2 separate regions of the Sus scrofa genome follow, and region 2 is linked to region 1. Evidence: chromatin contacts called from public Hi-C data. All regions are on one chromosome and are shown on one strand. The core of a region is the stretch at or near the end of the contact, and the rest is flanking DNA. Distances in the headings are between cores, read along the strand shown.

Region 1 (3,278 bases), core at 452-2,951:
AAACAGGGCTTGTGGCCTTTTCCCCATCTGGCTAAGTATATTCAACAACATAAAGAAAAGAAGTGTCCTGGGGGCTGGGGTTTGGTCTGGCAGAGCCTGGAACCAGGAGAACCCCTCCGGGTGTATACTGAGGACAGAGCAAGGTCAAAACCAGTGGACTTTGGTATCCTACCCTGATGGAGTAGATCTGGCCATCCTACCCTGATGCCACTGAATCCACTTCTGCTGGCTCTGATCCATTGGTGGGGTTCTGGGGAGGCGGCGGGGTGGGGGGGTGCTTTGCTCACAGAGAGAGGCTGTACTGGTCTGGCCAGTGAGAGGATGCTGACCCGCACTGATCACTGCATGTTCAAAGCAGACCCCCTTGTGCTCTGATGATAATATCAAATGGTCATTAACCTACTGTGTGCTGGTACTTTGATGGGTTAACTCACGGACTTCTCACTAGAACTGCATGAAGCCGGTTCTGCCGGGCTCCGGGCTGTGGACTTTGGAGTGGCCAGCCATCCCTGGGGTTTGGTCACCCATTCGTGGCTTTCTGCCAAGAGAGCCCTGGAGTGCCCCCAAGTCAGGATCGTACCCACTTCCATCCCTCTTTCCCAATGTCTGCAGCTGGGGTTCCTAAGAGCTGCCTTGAGTCCTTCTGGAACAACATGGAGATAAATAAACAAATAGACAATTAATTTAAAATCTGAATGCAGGGGTTCCTGCTGTGGCGCAGCGGGTTAAGAATCCCACTGTGATGGCTCAGGTCATTGTGGAGGTGTGGGTTTCATCCCTGACCCGGCAGAGTGGGTTAAAGGATCCGGTGTTGCCTCAGCTGCAGCTCGGATTCAATCCCTGGCCCAGGAACTTCCATAGGCTGCAGGTGCAGCCATTTAAAAAAAAAAAATTTGACTGCTGACTGGCCACAAACTGGTCCTCTAATCCTAACTGCAGACTAAACTAGCTCTCTCCACCCCCTAACCTCTGACCCTGGCCCCATCCTGACCCCTAATCCTACACTGACTGAGTCCTAAACTTAAACTTCTCTCAGTCACAGGAATAACTCGCTGAGGGCTCAGTTCATGTCACACCCTATTCTAAAGGTTTTACATTTATTAGCAGGTTCAGTCTCCTCAATGACCCTGAGGACAGGCATTATTATAACTCCCATTTTAGAGCAAAAGGTGATATGCTTTTTTCTTTTTGGGAGTTCTGGGACCAAGAATTGAACCTGCATCACAGCAATGACCTGAGCCGCTGCAGTGACAATGCTGGATCTTTAAGCCTGCTGTGCCCCCAGGGGAACCCCAAAGATGATATATTTTTAAAGTATTGATTAAAATGATATATTAAATTCATTCACTTATTCATTCAACAAACATATGTTGTGCCTCTGCTTTCTACCTGGCTGAGTGTCAAATGCTGGGGTGACAGAAACCAGGGCAGACCAAGGAGGGCCCGAGCCTGCAGAGCTTCTTCCTCGTTGCACCCCCCCTGCAAGATGGGGTGGGGAGCAAGGCAGGGGAGCAAGCTGACCTCTTAGTTTCAGGCCAGGACCCTTTCCTAGAACCACCCTCCTCTCCAGGGGACAGAACACTCTGGGAGGTGTTGAGAAACAGAAGCGAAATTTCATCAGATGGTCAGGTGAGGTCAAAGGCATTTCCATGTCCAGAGTCTGAGGAGAGATAAGCTATGTGGGCACAGCTTCTGAGAACACCATATGGGCCCTGCACACATGGGTGTGATGCGACCACACCCAGCTGGGTACCAAGACCCACAAATGTCCCTTACACATGCCCCCGGTGTCACTCCCACACACGGCAGGTGGATTCACAGCCAGGCTGTTTGAACTCAGCTGTTTGTCCAGCGACCAACTCCGCAGGTGTCAGCAACTGTCAAAAGAACAGATGAATCTCACTCGGGTTTCAGCCCAGCTGGTGGTTTAGCAGCTGGGTGGCTTTGGGCACACTGCGTTCCTCTCTGAGCTGTCTCTTTGTCATCCAACGAAAGGGAACAATGAGACCTACTAGGGTGGTTCATTCATTGTCATTTCAGTCTTTTTTAAGAAAATCTTTATTGTAAAGTAAAACCACACGAAATAAATATATAGCCTAATGAATCATCTTATGGTAAATATCTTTGTAACTATTTCCCAAGGTAATAAGTAGAAATTTGCAAGCTCAATCTACCCCATTTGTCTCCAGGTGGCCCTTTCCAATCGCATTCCCCTCCTATGAACAAGCAGTCTGACTTTTGTTTGTTTGTTTGTTTTGTCTTTTTGCCTTTTCTAGGGCCGCTCCCGAGGCATATGGAGGTTCCCAGGCTAGGGGTCGAATTGGAACTGTAGTCGCCCGGCCTACACCAGAGCTACAGCAACTCGGGATCCGAGCCGTGTCTGCAACCTACACCACAGCTCACGGCAATGCTGGGTCCTTAACCCACTGAGCAAGGCCGGGGATCGAACCTGCAACCTCATGGCTCCTAGTCGGATTAGTTCGTTAACCACTGCACCACAACGGGAACTCCAGCAGTCTGACTTTTATAGTAATCATTTTCTTGCAATATTTTACCACTTAAGTGTGTATCCCCAGATACTGTTTAGACTTGCCCGTTAAAAAAAGACACATAGGAGCTCCTGTTGTGGCTCAGCTGGTTAAGAGCCCGGCCAGTATCCTTGAGGATGTGGGTTCAATCCCTGGCCTCGCCTAGTGGGTTAAGGGATCTGGCGTTGCCACAAGCTGCAGGGTAGGTTTCAGATGAGGCTCAGATCTGCCACTGCTGTGGCTGTGGCATAAGCTGGCAGCTGCAGCTCTGATTCAGCCCCTGACCTGGGAACCTTCATATGCCACAGATGTGGCTCTAAAAAGACAAAAAAAGGGTACATCTTTAATGTCTCCCTTTCAATCTAGAGGTGTCACTTGACCCTTTCTTTTCCTTACAAGCTATTTGTTGAGGGAACACCATTTGGCCCATAGAGTTTCCCAGTCTGGATTTTGCTGATCTTACCACATGGTGCTGTTCGGCATGTTCCTCTGTCCTCTGCTTGCTGGATGTTGGCGCTGGCTCTAGAGGCTTGGTCAGACCTGGGTTTAATCCCTTCAGCTGGCTTGTGTGGGCGTGTGTGCTTTCATCTCGTGCCTGGCTCATGCTGTTGGGTGGTTTCCCTTTCTATTTTAGCAGCTGTTGATCCTCTTATCATTCTGTCTCTGAATTCACTGGGGTTGCTTGTGGCAGCGTTCCTATCCTAGTCTTTCATTTAACCATGGAAAAGAGAGTTTTAGAAAGAGATGCTT
Region 2 (3,278 bases), core at 530-3,029, 100 kb before region 1:
TGACATTGTTTAAAACCACCTCAGTAGATAAAGGATAGTGGTTTCAAGAGCAGAAAGCACCTAAAGCTAATGAGCAAGAATCAAGAGGGAATGAGACAATACTAATGCACCTCTCTCTATGAGAGCAGACAGAGGGCTGTCTTGCACAGATAAACTTTCCTTTGCTCAACTGGAGCTGAGGTTTCCTGTTCAGTCTAATCTGAAAAACGACCCTCTTACAGCCCTAGAAGAGCCAGTAGGAAGGACATGTAGGTATTCCTGTTGGACAGAACTCTATTTGATATAGTAAATGACCAATGACAAAAAAAAATTAGACAACTTTTAATACAATAAAATCCATAAAACTCAAATTTTACCTCAGGGAATTTTGTCATAAAATTATAATTTATTACTTAGTAGTTGACCAACTGCTAGGAAACTAATTCATGGGCTACAATACCTTTCTCCAGTCTTTAAAGAAATTTTTCCTAAATATTTCTTTAGTAGTATATTCATGGTCGAGCATTTTTGCAAAGAACGTAGCTACTTCTTCTGCTTTGGGGCTCAGCTTCATGACTTTACCTAAAGAAAAAATGTTTCCAAAGAATGAGGTATAGTATTCATGTTCTGAATATAAATTCTGAAGCTCTGGAGACATCTTTAATAATGGTTTACCTTCCCAAAGTATATATATAAAGGTCTGGTAACACGTGGTAACAATGACAACAAAGACAGTAAACTGATTTATATCTACGTGTATGATTCTCCTTCTCTTTAGCAGATATTTACCTGGGTCATTCTCTGGAGACTATGCCAGTAAACTGTTCCCAGGAGCCTGCTCAGGACAGGGATGACCTGGGGGAGGCCCAGTCACTCTTCCTTTTCCTTTCAGCAAGCAGGGTCCTTTACACCTCTTCAATGGTTTTTAAAAATCAAATCCTCAGAGGGACTCCTGCCACTGCTAAGCTAAACAGCTTCTGTTCAAGAAGGGGAGGAAGGGATAGGGCAGGGAGTGGAAGAAAGGAATTGTGGGGAAAAGAAATAGGCATCTTTCTTCTTTAAAGTTAGGTGGGTGGAATATGAATAAAAAGTATATATTCATAGCAGGCAAGCCAGATATCCCATATGAAAAGTCTAGATAAGACCTTCCTCTAGAACCCTGCTACTCAAAGTATGGTTCATGGACCAGCAGTATTGACATCACATGGGGGTTTATTAGAAATGCAAAATCTCAGGCCCCACCCCAGACCTACTGAACCAGAAAGTGCCTTTTTTTTTTTTGGCCGTGCCCACGGCATGCGCAAGTTCCCAGGCCAGGGATTGAACCCATCCCATAGCAGTGACCCAAACCACTACAGTGACACACCAGATCCTTAACCCACTGCACTACAGGAGAACTCCCAGAAAGCGCATTTTAATGAGACCCCCCCAGGTAGCTCGTGTACACAGAGTTTGAGATGCTCTCTGCAACACAGGCTTTATCAGGTTGCCCCTTTCAGGGAAATGGGACTCATCTAAAACAAAGGGATGACTGGGCTTCTTGGCATTGTACATGTTTCTCCACTGTCTTACTATTACACAGGTACTAATTCACCAAAGATTTCACATTTATTATATAAAAGTAAAATTAACCAGAAATGCATTCATTTCAAAACTGAGAAGAACGGCTGGAAAGTTATCACTCTAATTATAGGGATATCAGGAACTAAAGACTCAAACTGAAGTTTTAGGGTAGACAGAAAGACCCTGTTTGAAATGCATTACTTTAAAAGGCCAACAGGTGGCGCTGCTTCCCCTCTCAACCTTCCAGCTCCTTCCAAAAAGGACACCATGGGGAGGAAGGGCTGGCTTTAAAGAGTTTCTTGCACTTCTTCAGAATTACCCCACTCAAGTCCGAATCGGTGTTGCCAGTTAAGTTGTAACATGCTTCTAACATAAAGGAAAACATTAAGTCACCAAGAATAAAATACATAAAGGCAAGAAAGAATGCAAACTACTTTGGGGTATGTTAAACTAAATATAAACAATATTTTAAAAAAGGAGTTCCCATCGTGGCTCAGTGGAAACGACTCTGACTAGGAACCATGAGGTTTTGGGTTCGATCCCTGGCCTTGCTCAGTGGGTTAAGGATCCCGTGTTGGTTGTGAGCCGTAGTCTAACACGGCTCAGATCTGATGTTGCTGTGCCTGTGGCATAGGCCGGCAGCTGTAGCTCTGACTGGATCCCTAGCCTGGGAACCTCCATATGCCGTGAATGTGGTCCTGAAAAGCCAAAAAAAAAAAAAAGAGAGAGAGAGAGACTCTTCAGGAAATTTTACTGAATTCTATCCCAATAGAGAAAGTACTTTTGATGCCTCCCATTTAAGATGAGCTGTCAAAGATGAAATGACAGCTCCCAGCAGTGGAAGGGTAGGAGGATAACTAGAAAGTTCCCGGCAATGGCAGTGTTTTGTGGAAAAGGCTGAATTCCAGGAAGAAACTGCTGAGTCAGAGCTGAAAATTGGAGGTTCTTGGAGGCCATTCACTGCTTCAGCCAGCTCGTGCCCCACATCTCCCTAAAAGGCACTAAGGAGTCTGAAGATTCTCTTCCCTAGAAAAGAGGCAGAACTGACAGTATCAACTTAGACTAAGTCAGATACAACTTCTTGACTTACTGCAGTCAATAATTAGTTTACCTAATTAAAGGGAAGAAACCCCAGAAAGATCAAATGAAAAAAATGCAAGAGCCCTAGAGCTAGAGTTCATATAATGGAACAAGAATGGAGCTCATACGATGGGCAAGAATGTGGGAAGGGACCATGGTGAGTAGCTCAAGTCTCGGCTTTCCACCTCAGAAAATAAAGAGAAACCAAAGGCTAAGGAAAGGAATCTAGCTTTCCTTCAAATAACTTTGGATCCCACAGTTAGTCTTTACCAGACTAGGGCTACAGAATACCACATTTCTTTCTATGATTAGCTAAGGTTCTTTCTCACCACTGGAGTTTTGGCTTTGAGTCACATTTTTACTGTCTCCAGGAATTACCCACTCTGAGGGCTGACAGTAGAGCTCTACTCTGTCCTGTGCTCTCCAATCAACTCAAGTCAGAATGTTTACATGATGCAAGCATTTGTCATGGAGGCTATAAGGTCCTGCTAGACTGCACACTCCATGGGAACAGGGATTTATTAGTTAGTATTGTCCACTGCTGGGTCTTCGTGTGTAAACACAGTCATAGTGAATACATAGTTTAAAAAAAACAAAAATTCCAGCTTGACAAGTTCGACACATCCCTGATTTGCAAGACCCAGACTTTCAGTATA

What was found. Hi-C and Micro-C count contacts between places; a contact is called where the count stands out from the background.
Region 2: a Hi-C map of fetal liver shows a contact between it and region 1, with 1.9 times the contacts expected there. The contact joins two enhancer-like sites. A contact is called at or near these places in 3 of 5 promoter capture datasets (fetal liver, liver and skeletal muscle), 32 of 47 Hi-C or Micro-C datasets (adipose tissue, alveolar macrophages, blood and 16 more) and 2 of 2 datasets of contacts at active chromatin or transcription factors (alveolar macrophages and skeletal muscle).

Annotation. Positions count from the first base shown.
Region 1 is chr17:43,669,299-43,672,576 of Sscrofa11.1, reverse strand. No RefSeq gene overlaps it. Among named protein-coding and RNA genes, the nearest start is that of TOP1, 39 kb to the left of the region's middle. Within about 2 kb of position 1,701, at least 2 of the 83 cell types and tissues checked have an H3K27ac peak or open chromatin away from gene starts, as enhancers often do. A contact at or near this core is called in fetal liver, where this site is marked.
Region 2 is chr17:43,770,857-43,774,134 of Sscrofa11.1, reverse strand. TOP1 (DNA topoisomerase 1) reads right to left here. Exons shown (of 21, transcript XM_021078395.1): 10 at 440-561. Among named protein-coding and RNA genes, the nearest start is that of PLCG1, 38 kb to the left of the region's middle. Within about 2 kb of position 1,779, at least 6 of the 83 cell types and tissues checked have an H3K27ac peak or open chromatin away from gene starts, as enhancers often do. A contact at or near this core is called in fetal liver, where this site is marked.